2 separate regions of the Zea mays genome follow, and region 1 is linked to region 2. A link is a contact called in public Hi-C data. All regions are on one chromosome and are shown on one strand. Each heading gives the region's core, a stretch centred on a gene start, on an enhancer-like site or on the middle of the called end of the contact. The rest is flanking DNA. Distances are from core to core; before and after follow the strand shown. Region 1 holds the start of LOC100193755. Region 2 holds the start of LOC100277464.

Evidence for each region. Hi-C and Micro-C count contacts between places; a contact is called where the count stands out from the background.
Region 1: a Hi-C map of ear shows a contact between it and region 2, with 2.5 times the contacts expected there. The contact joins the promoter of LOC100193755 here to the promoter of LOC100277464 in region 2. A contact is called at or near these places in 7 of 25 Hi-C or Micro-C datasets (bundle sheath, ear, endosperm and 3 more).

Annotation. Positions count from the first base shown.
Region 1 is chr5:210,865,439-210,870,845 of Zm-B73-REFERENCE-NAM-5.0, reverse strand. It overlaps LOC100193755, which reads right to left and starts at 3,399. Exons shown (of 5, transcript NM_001138841.1): 1 at 3,028-3,399; 2 at 2,258-2,600; 3 at 1,697-1,968; 4 at 1-82. The coding sequence starts at 3,217. It overlaps LOC103627649 (cysteine protease XCP1), which reads right to left. Exons shown (of 5, transcript XM_008647944.4): 1 at 5,068-5,407; 2 at 4,708-4,943; 3 at 4,603-4,623; 4 at 4,343-4,462; 5 at 3,922-4,223. The coding sequence ends at 3,993. TRNAQ-CUG (transfer RNA glutamine (anticodon CUG)) reads right to left here and starts at 3,598; the gene lies at 3,527-3,598.
Region 2 is chr5:210,356,453-210,362,462 of Zm-B73-REFERENCE-NAM-5.0, reverse strand. It overlaps LOC100277464, which reads right to left and starts at 1,997. Exons shown (of 1, transcript NM_001151015.2): 1 at 1,119-1,997. The coding sequence starts at 1,835. The coding sequence ends at 1,380.

The sequences.
Region 1 (5,407 bases), core at 2,150-4,649, 510 kb before region 2:
TCCAGCACCACTTGAGGAACGGAATAACCCAAACTTTGAAAAAGGGGCTTGATGATAAATTCAAAAGTATTGCATGGTGATCCTGCAAAACACTTATAGCTAAGTAAGGCAATGAAATGTATAGCTGCATATATAATCACCGTGTTCTATGTCACAGAGATCTCGAGACACCAATTTTTCAGGGGACATTTCTATTATAAGGAAGAAAAAGTCTAAATTCTTGGCCTTCTCAAAAGTTCCGTATTTACTGGGTGTAAACCTTACCCAAGGAACACTTTGTACTTGTATTGCGAATAGTTCTGTTATTCAAGTAATGGCTATTGGAATCCTGGGACACCTAATTATGGAAAAATGTACTGTGTAAAGTAGCTAGTAATTACATTTTTCCTCAAACACACAGGAGGAGCTGTGTATCCTTACAAAGTGGTAAAATACCCCCCCCCCCCCCCCCCCCCCCCCCCCCCCCCCCCCCCCCCCCCACTTCCAAAAAAAAAAACAAGGAAACACAAACACCAACACTCAGCCTATGAAAGTCAGAATTGCACCTTTATTACAAGATAAGCGACCAAAAATTACCTCCAAGGCTCCAATGAACTACTACCAGTACCAAACCATTGGCAGTCAAAAAGACAATGCCCTTTTTATCTTCTGTCTCCTTTTTTCCTTGTTTTATTAATGTATATGTGCCCCCAAAGTAGGCTATGATGAGAGTGCTAAAAGACTTTTCTAGGAAGAATTAGATGACAGGTTAGAGCTATACCTATTAGCGATAAGCTTTTCATAGGAACAGATCTCGACAGACATGTAGGTACAACAAGTGCAGCTTTCAAGACGGTTTATGCAGGTTTGGGGTGTCGTAATAGAAACCAGGAGAGGAAGTCTTGGACTTTGCGGTAGATTTTGACCTATTAATAGTGTTGAGAATCTCATTTAGTGACCTGTATACACAGCAGAGGCAGCAGGCAGCAAATATGTTCCTTGGTGAACATGAACAGAAGATGCCCCTTGCAAATCAGTCACCCAAGCATGGTCAGGGAGTGCTTTTGAAGCTGTGCACTTGTTAACTCTACATTTATTTAGGAACTAAAGTAAAAGGCAGGGTGCAATATTTTCAATTCTCTGCCCATGAATCCAACTGTCCGACAGAGTGTAAGCACCATCGCCAACCTCAGAGCATACTTCCATAGAGAAGACAATATTGCTAGCAATGGTGTTATTGCCAAAAGCAAAGCGAAAGGGCTTCTAGCTGAGTTGGTTAGATGGACTAGCTGAGTTGGTTAGATGGACTGAGTAGCACTCCTCAGGTCCTGAATTCAACTCCCGTGTGAGCGAATTTCAAGCTGGGTTAAAAAAAATCCCCTCATCTGTCCACGTCAAAGTATAGATCTAAGGCCTAGTGCCGCTGTGAATGGGTGGGGTAGGTGTTTAGAAGTTTTGTCGACCTACATGACAAGGTCTTCTTCTTAAATGCAATGCCGTGGGACAGTATTCCCTCACAGGTCCAGTTTCTTTTATTGCCAAAATCAAGACAACAAACCACAAATGTCTTCTCTACCTAGCCTAGACTTTTTTCAAATTCAAGTTAAAACGAAATTATCAGTATCACTATGGACAGAAAAAAAAAACACAAAGATGGTGCAGCTGCATGAGTATAATTAGTAATGACATCACAGAAGCTAACAGTAAAAGCAATTACCATCGCATATGAAATACGCCTGACCAGCTGCTACAGGAGTTCCCTTCCTGTCAGGAATGTCATCTAAAAGTCCCATGCTTGCCAATATCAGAGCAAGAACTAGATTATCTATATAAACCCAATCTGTCTTGACACCTGGGTCCCCAATTTTGAAGAAAGCTAATCCCAACTTTGCAAGGGACAGGATTCTTGGAAAATGACGCTCTTCACCTGGTCCATATATAGCAGCAGGGCGAATTGCACATGTATAAAGACGACTACTTTTATCACTCCTGTAAGATTTCACCCAATCAGTAAGACAGGCTGCATACAATCAAATGCCACCCGTGGCTTACAAGCTGAAATGAAATTCTTGTTGTTGTTTAAAGAGCAATTATGGATGACAATTTTTTTCAGAAGACAATATCACAATCTAAAAAAGTGTGCAAAGGGTAGCATCAGCCTAAACAATTTCTTTCTAACCGTCGGTTTGGAGGACAGCATGGTCCACAAAAAAAACTGAGCATATTTGCCATATTTTTCAATGTACTGGAGCCTAGCAAAGGAGAAGGGTAAACTTACTTAGCTGGCCGCCCGTTACTCTTCAGTACCAGCTGTTCAGCAACTGATTTGCTGCGCCCATAAGCATCAACATGGTCTTCAATCGGAAAATAAGGCAACGCCTCATTTCCGTTGACAATCGGCTTTCCTCCAAATACCACATTGTATGTGCTTACATACACAAGCCTTCTGACACCTTGCTCATGGCAAGCGTCCAGTACATTGCAGGTCCCATTTATATTAACCTCATCAGATCTCGCAGTCTGCACCATCTCCTTCCCTGACATGCCATAAGAAGCAAGGTGGAAAACACAGTCCACTCCACGGAAAGCCCTCCGCACATCATCCTTCTTTCTTATGTCCCCTGCAAAACAGGGCCTTAAGAAACTGATGTATCATTCCACAAGCTATATATTGGTAACCAGTTGCATTAAACACAGAGAAACAGAAGGTAACACGGTGATTGCAGGCAAAACAACTATGCAAGAGCCACCAACTATTTACCTAGATACATAGATACACAGATATTAAGATAGTAGTGGTACAGTGACGTCCTCCGTTTGGACACACTAATTTAGTAATTTGCATCTCGTACGAGAAGCCGAAACTACAACATAGAAGGACTACAAGCACTCCAAACCGTCTTATTCTAAGAGGAATCCAATTCTGCTGCTCACAGCGCAGTAAATCGCATGAAGTAAGCTATTTACCCACAGGCCACAGCGACAGCAAAGTAAAACCGTGGGGATTGCAGCGATCTGAACTGAAGATGGTAAACTGGAGGGACTGACCTTGGATGATTCGGACGCCGGCGTCGAGGAGCTGCTGGGACCAGGAGGAGGAGGCGCGGAGATCGAGGGACCGGACCTCGCGGGCACCGCGGCGGAGCAGCTCGAGGCTGAGGGCAGCTCCGACGAAGCCCTGCCCGCCCGTCACCGCGAATCGCAGACCCTCGATCCCCTCGTTCGCGCTCAGATGCATCTCCTCGCCGGGGTACAGGTCGCCGGCGGCCGACGATAACCTGGGCGGTCGCCCTGGTGCTACTCCGTGCTGCTGCTGCCTGACCTCGGACCCGCGCGAAGCGTCAGCAGTTCAGCACGATGCACGACCAAAGACCAACTCGATGGAGTCTGGACTGGACTCTCTACTGCAAATTTGTGAAGTGGACGAGGACGACTACAAATTCTGAGGCAAATTTGCATTTTATTCATCGTTATTATCAGAATATGAATTACCTCTAAAAAACATAAAAACATGAAAAAAAAATCTTAGGCAAAATGTGAACAAAAAAGGTCCCACCGAGATTTGAACTCGGGTTACTGGATTCAGAGTCCAATGTCCTAACCACTAGACCATGGGACCTTTGATGCTGAGGTCTTAGCAATATGATATATAATGACTCAAAACAACTTGTGTCTCGTAAATGGTTTTAGAAGATAAACTGAACTCCACGAATCCTTCGTTAGCAATACTTGATTAACACCTGCCGGTGAGATTGGGAGGCTGGGAGCACGTTGTTCCGATTAACTGACCATACTTCGGTTACCGCTTGGCCGCGCAATCGTATATCGCCTTCCAAGACAGTCGTGCAGATAGATCACAATATATAGTTGTTCCTATCGTGCTGGAGTGATGAGTGCAACATGGATTTTGTGAAATCAAGTATGGGATCTTGACAGCAATGGTAAAAAAAAAGGCATTTTGCCATGTGGATATATTTAAAAGAATAGTTTCGAACAAACTCGTTACAAAAATATTAAGCACCCCAGCGTGTTGCATTTTTCACGGGATAGGAGGCCATGGTATAGATTCCGCAGACACCCTCCGGCTTCCCGGTGCCCATCTTTATCCTGACGTAGCCTTGCTCCCCCCAGTTCTTGCCCCACGAGTTCTTCATGGTGATGTAGTTCTGGCCGTACGATGAGCCGTACCCGACGGCCGTCAGCGCATGGTCGAGCTCGACGCTGCAGGCCCCGTCAAACACCCCCTGCAGCAGTGCAGCCAGCCAGACGAGGTATACACGCACATGTTACTTCCCTTCTGTGACAGCTAGTGATGACACCATCTGAAACCAACCATACTACAGGCAAGTCAGTTGATACTTACCCCTCTGTAGAACTGGAAGTCCCTGCTCCCTGCAGCTATGCCGACGCTGACAGGCTGATGGGCCAGCGCTTTCAGCAGGCTGATCTCGCTGTTCTCCGGGACATCCTCGAATCCAGTTAGGTCTTGTTCGGTTATTCCCAATACACATGGATTGGATGGGATTGGAAAAAATTCTTAAGAAGTTTGACTTGTTTGGAATTTAAACCCATCCAATCCCACTCAATCCACATGGATTGAGAGCTAACCGAACAAGCCCTTATAGTGACGACGTCAGCTTGGGGCTAAACACGCACGCCAGAGCAAAGGATTAGAACCCTGCGTCCTAGTATCATCCAGTTCACATGTGAAGATTTTTGTGTGCGAACCTGTTTCTCTTTGCAGTAGCCTTCTTCCATGAGGTACGGGTAGTCGTCCTCGGCGTGGATCCCCTGGCTCCCCATCATGTAAGCGAACGCCAAGTCCATGGTCCCCCCTTCGCAGCCGTGATCCAGCGTGGTGTCGCAGTCCACCAGCTCCTGCTCCGAGAGCGACACCAGCTTGCCCGTCACGATCTGGTTGATCCCTTCGACTGCTGCCACCGACGAGAAGGCCCAGCAGCTCCCTGCAAGCATTTTTTTTTTGTTCGCCTTGTAATCGCATCTCCCACCGTCTAGTGGCATCTAATCGGCACAGCAACACGCTGAGAAGAGGATGGCGTTCGTGTATTGTCCAGAGACGGAACTCACCGCATTTTCCCTGGTTCTTGACCGGCGTCACGGCTCCCTTGTACCTCCAGTCGACTGACCAGGGCAAGCTGCCTGCGGCTGCGGCCGCGTACCTGAACGCTGTCGGGGTGCGTGTCTGTGGCGCGCCCGCTCTTGGCAGTGCTCGCTTCAGTCCCAGATAACTGGCCTTGAACTCCTCGTGGGCGACGTCGGCGAACTGGTTCAGGCCCAGCCAGTAGCTCCCGTTCTTCCTGTTCGTTTCCGCGATGTGCATCAGGTTCTGCTTGAATATCTCGTACCTCTCCAGCTTCTCCGTCGGGCTGGCGTAGAGCTTGCCGTGCTTCACGGACCAGGATCTGAA
Region 2 (6,010 bases), core at 748-3,247:
GAGCTAGAGAAACGGCTGTGGATGTGGCTGCAAACTCTCTCACAGAGCACTGTAGCAACAGCAGCAGCCGGACAACGTCTTAAACTTTTAGGTTGAATTGACTGAAAGATACAACTAGGATTGGTAATAGATCATGACTTTTTTCATAAAATGTTAGGACGCTAAATAAATTTTAGTTAAAAAATTAATATAAATAAAGTTCGATTCTAACCCGACTTGATCCTTAAATCTTATAGTGTAAAATTTAGAGTTCATTGTCACCCTTAGATACAACTCAATAGCCACCATATGAAAACATGGTACTAGTACAGTAGGATTTTTTTTGAATGATACAATGGCAGTCACGCCAAACCGCCAACCAGAATCGTGATATGTATGTACCCGAGGCCGAGGGACCAATACAGAGTAGCTAAGACCAATGACAAACCAGCGTTATCCACACCACTCCAACTAATCCTTCAGCTGTGTAACCGATAAGGGCATGTACAGTGGTGTTTAATGTGGGGGCTGTTAAGGTGTTTTAGGGGGTTATTTGCAAAAAAATCTTAGAGCCGTCTCTCCGTGAAGAGACGCCTCTGGCTCGTAAACCAAGTAACAACAGACGCCTCACTTCCCACTGTACGAATTTGTCGTCTGTTCTATCGATCTGATGCTATACAAATACATTTAATTCTGTATTTATTAATAGACTACGTTTATAGACACTCCATTGTACAATAGAGTCTCTTAGTTGTCTCCTGTGCTTAGAGAACCGTTTTAGTGTCTCTCCACTGTACATGCCCTAAGACAAAATAGAGTAATGGCAGGCTAGACTTGGTTGTTTAGCATTTCTGGAATTTGCGTTGGTCGGAAACCACACCCCCACCCCGTTTTCAGCTGGGCACACAGAAACGAAAATTTAAGAAGCTTCGTACGTCAAAGACCACTCCCGGCCCGTCCCGTCGTCATCGCTTGCTTATTTTATTCAGGAAAAAAAGGAATAAACGCACGGGTCATGACGAAAATTAAGAAATGGCTCCAGCGTCGATCGTACTCGTACCGCCACCACTCCCCTCTACAGGCCATTGAGCGACGACACGATAGATGGTAAATGTATGGCAAGCGTGTGCAGACGAACATGCCATCAAAAAAAAGTTCAACATGCATTTGCAACTCTAGAAGTTTCAAACACTCTATTACATCCGTACGTGTGTATGTACCAGAAGATCCACATCTGTATGGCTCCGATGGGAACACGCATATGTATGTGCCACGGCCACGCCACTCGGGTAGCGTGTAAGCGTGTTTCTTCTTCTTCGATCCTGTTGTCCTGCTGCCAGCTGCTCCAGACGGACGACGGAGCCTGGAGCCCTGGAGCGCCTAGCTGCCTACTAGGCTACTTACCTCCGGGCGCTGAGGCTGCCGTAGTCCTCGGCGGGCACGGAGTTGCGCTTGATGAACTCGAGGCAGTCGGCGATGGCCTGGGAGTAGAAGGAGTTGGACCGCACGATCGGCGCCGGCGCCGGCGCCTTGTATTTCTTCCCGGCAGTCGTCGTCGTCGTCGTCACGACGAGAACCCTTCTGCTGCCGGTCCTCCGCGCGCAGCCGCCACCGCCGCCGCTGCTGCTAGCCGACAGCTTCCGCACGAGCAGGCGCACGTAGCGGCCGACGAGGCCCAGGAACGTGAGCAGCTCGACCCGCAGCCGCCGCACGGAGAAGAAGCGGTTCCTCGGGCACAGCCGAAACCCCCGCCGCCGCCCCCGCCGGCCCTGCAGCCTCACGTAGTTCTCCTCCGGTGACCGCGGGTGGTGCAAAGAACCCATCCTGCTCCTGCTCCTGCTCCTGCTTGCTTGCATTGCCTCGCTCGCACAGGAACACAGCCGCTGGAGTTCGTGTGTGTGGCTGTGGCACGCAACGCAGCGCGGCAATGTCTCTCTGTCCTGTCGTTCCTGTGGCTCGCGTGTGAGTTATGCGTGCGTGCGTGCGTGGTGCTGTTGCTGGTGGTGGTCAGGTCAAGTGGCCGGCCATCCAGAGGAAACCAAGCCGATATATAGAGCGCGCTCGTGACCAAGGGAACACGGCAGGAAGGTAGGTTTGAATCGGGCCTTTTCTGAAAGTGATGGGGGGATCCCGGGACATGACAGGATTAGCTTATGGGTTTAACGCGACAGGGTTGCCGGGGCGAGCGCATTACGGACAAGCAAGAGCCAGGGACAGTGACCTGGCCGTGTAAAATGTGATTCGGACTCGTGCGCTGCCATGCCACTCTGCCGATGTGCCGCCGTCTCCTTCCGCACTGAACTCCTACCACCACTCGCTGCTTTTACGTGCCGGCAACAATCTGCATTACGTACTACTACCTCCGTTTCTTTTTATTAGTCGCTAGATAGTGCAATTTTGCACTATCCAGCGACTAATAAAAAGAAACGGAGGGAGTATTGAATAAGTAACTGTGCCGAGAAACAGCTTGTTTTCTTTGTACCGCCAGGCATGCAGTGCACCCTGTTGCAGACAAGACAAGATATATTATTCCCTTGCCGGCTTGCCCCACGAACGAACTGGGGTAAAGTACCAGAACGCTTAGTATCTGGTGATGAAGTGGCGTGTACGGATACGCGCCTAAGCGCTGCGATTTCCAGCGGGCTGGCTGTTGCCCGTTGTCCGGACCTGTAAACAAAACATTTTTTTGGCGCGATCGCCCGGCCGCTGCATGCTGCTGCTGCTGCCCGATCGAATCACTGTCACACGTAATAGTATATTCTGCTCAACGAACTGGACGCCAAAGCACACACACAAGCGTATTGCCGCCCAGCAGTGGTACCTAAATACTCCCACAAGTTGGCATTCGACGCCGGCTCTACGATTTTGCAGGCCCACGGCGAATCCCAGCGTCGGTCTCAACCGCAATTCTGGAGGCGAGGTGATGGCAGGGCCAGGTCACCACGCCACGCCACGGTCGCCGTCGCGCCCGCACCGCTGGACCGCCCGTCCCAGCGTGGCCGCTCGCTTGCCCGCGCCACGGGAGCTGACTCACAGCTCACAAGGCTGAAGGGTGGGAGGAGGTTAGGTACGGCGACGCTGGAACACATGGCGTCCGGCGCTGGACCAGGCGAGCGCGAGGAATTTGTAAACCCCGGACCGGCCCGACCGACCCATACCAGGCGCTGCGCCGGAATCTCGCGGCACGGCTCGACCGCGCGCGCGTGTCCCGGTGGCCGCTCACCTATACTATACGAGGCTACGACCGCGCGTGAAGGCAGTAGAAAAAGGGACCGCGTGCGGGTGCGGTGGTGGCGCCACGTTAGCCGTTCGTTCGTTGGGGGGGGAGTTGTTGTTCGTCGGACCAAAGGTTTGTCGACGATGCAAAAGCTAACGAAGTGCTAGTATATGCTGTACAGAGTCCACGTGTTCTTTGGGCACGTGGTGGTGCTGTGTCATTAACAAATCAGACATTGCACGCGTTTGGTTGAAGCTGAAGCAGCAGGTGACTGCCAATTCAGGCGTAGCGCTGCTAGAGCTTGCATCTGTGAACGTGTCTCATGGCAATAATCTTTGCGCGGTGGAGTACCGAAATGTAACCTACTGCACGAGAAGCCACTGCCCCTGGAGGCTGTTGGAGGCCATTCCATGCACAGAGCTACAGAAGGCATGCTGCTTTAGGATCAGAGGTGCTCTCTTCCCCCTGCCTCTTTATGGAAAATGGAGAGTAGTAGTCCGTGCAGTTTGCAAGGAAAATGGAAGAAGGAAAAAGAAAAACAGTAGCTGTGATAGACTGCAAAGAGGAGGAGGAAAGACAGCAATCGAAGCGATGCATGCGCAAAGAGAACAAATGGCCCATGGGCCTCCGGCGCCCAGCAGCCCATCACGATTGAGTCAAATCGGTTCCAGTCCATCAGTGGATGTGAAGCGGAGCCCGAGTCCACCAATTATCGTGGTAGGCTGTGGAGCCCAATAAGCTCATGCTCATGCAAGCGTCGACACGACACGACAATACAGGCTGCTAGCGGTGGTGCAGGGCCAAATGCCCACCAGGTTCACGACTACAAATCCTACTGATCGTCCGCAAAGCGAGCCATCGCCATCGAGCGCGCTTGTCGCTCGTCTGCCGAAACGGTGGACTGGGGAGCCGCGGGGATTCAGGTTCGGAATTCGGAAGACGGATCCTCCTCGTCCTCCCGAGTCCCGGCAACAGCTACGAGTGAGGTATGGTGGGTGGTACATGCATGGAAGCTGCCTGCGCTCAACCGCTATCCCGACAGATGCCTCTGCTTGCTATCCATCTTTTGCACGCAGTACACATGCCTAGACCAACCCCAATTGTGCTCCTTTTCGGATGTTGTTGTTAATGGGTGGGTGCTCAGTTGCTCACCGAATTGTCTCAGCGAGGGGCGTGTCGTCCATGCTTTTTCAGACTAAGGGCGCTTTTCTCCGGACGAGCACCAGCACGTCGGTTTCCTCTCCTTTGATCCTGTCCCACACCTCTCCCACTGATCATTGTTTATCTGTCTCCTTTCGGAAACAATCATTGTTTACCTGTGCTGTCCAGCCCCGCTCGTTCCGGTGTAGTGTGTACGCTTTGTCCCTGTCGACCCAGCTATCTGTCTACTCTGACGCGGGGTTATCAAGCATCATTCTCGCATGACCATATGAAGTCAGTTTAAGGCCATGTTTGGTTTCAATTAGTCCTAGGACTAAACTTTAGTTGTAGGACTAAACTTTAGTCCTTACTTGTTTAGTTCTAGGGACTAAATAGATTCTAAAGTCATTAAATACACTGTCCAAAGACCCAAATACCCTTGGAATACACTCATGTACTCTATTTTAGTCTCTTTTAGCACCTATGTGAAGGACTAAAGACTAAATCATTTTAGTCCATATTTTAGTCCTAGTGTTTGGCAAAAAAAAAGGGACTAAATGAGACTAAAAACTAGAGAATCTTTAGTCTTCTAACCAAACACCCCCTAAATCCAGTGCTTAGTGCGGTAGTGCCACTGCCAGGGCATGTTTGTCTTGTCTCTTCCTGTCGAGGTTGGTAGTAGCTAATCAATTGATTAGCGTCGATCTAAATATGACTTCTCACGCCACGACATTAGTGCTGTTTTCACAGGGGAAGCTGATTCCTTTTCTCACTCTAATAAGAGGCATCTTTTTTGTAGGCGCTACATCTCTTCCTGTTGTCAAATGTCCACGGGCAAAAGCCGCAAAACGTGCATTAATGTATTATTGCTGTTGTGCGTCCGAACGATTATCTTTGAATATTTTTTATAGAAAGATATACAGATTTCCCACGTATCCTAGAACACAATGCGCCTGATTGGTTTACTGCGCCCGTACACCTGGTCCCACACGAGACTGACCGGTCAGGTACAGCCATTTCTGGCGTATATGCAGATGCAGTTAAATAACCTCAAAATGATTTATTTTGCATTCACTCGTGCAGCCATCGTTCCTCGCGTACATGCAACCAAACAGACGCTCAGCCAAAATCAACGCACACGATGATTCAAGATGGAATAGTGCGGGTAACCAATCAGGTGGAACGTGAATAGTAGCACCGAATGGTAGATCAATCTAGTACGTAATTTGTTGCGTCCATCTGATGTGCAAGTGCTTCAAGAGAGAATACCATTAATGCTTATTTTGGAATCCGAGTAGTCATTTCCTGATGCTAAACTGAAGATTGTAGTGTCAAAAAAACGAAAAAAAAAGGGGGGTGGTTTGAATTGTGTCCCATAAGCTTGCAGCTCATAAGCTCTTGCAGTGTTTGCCTGGTAAACATGAGTAGAACAGTGATCAGTCCATCTTGACGCAATCAACCCTCTCCTGATGTAACGGGGATTGCTTGTTAGTATTTGAAGTTTGATGGAGTAGATTAGTTTAAAGCAGCCTACGCAAGTCTTACTTAATTGGCACTCAATTTCCAGTTGATACACTTTAAAATTGGTCTCTCGCTGTCGCTGTCACTTTAAATTTCAGAGAGTTCATTTGTATAAGAGAACAAGAAGCGTCGCAAAATCCGGGCCGGCCGATG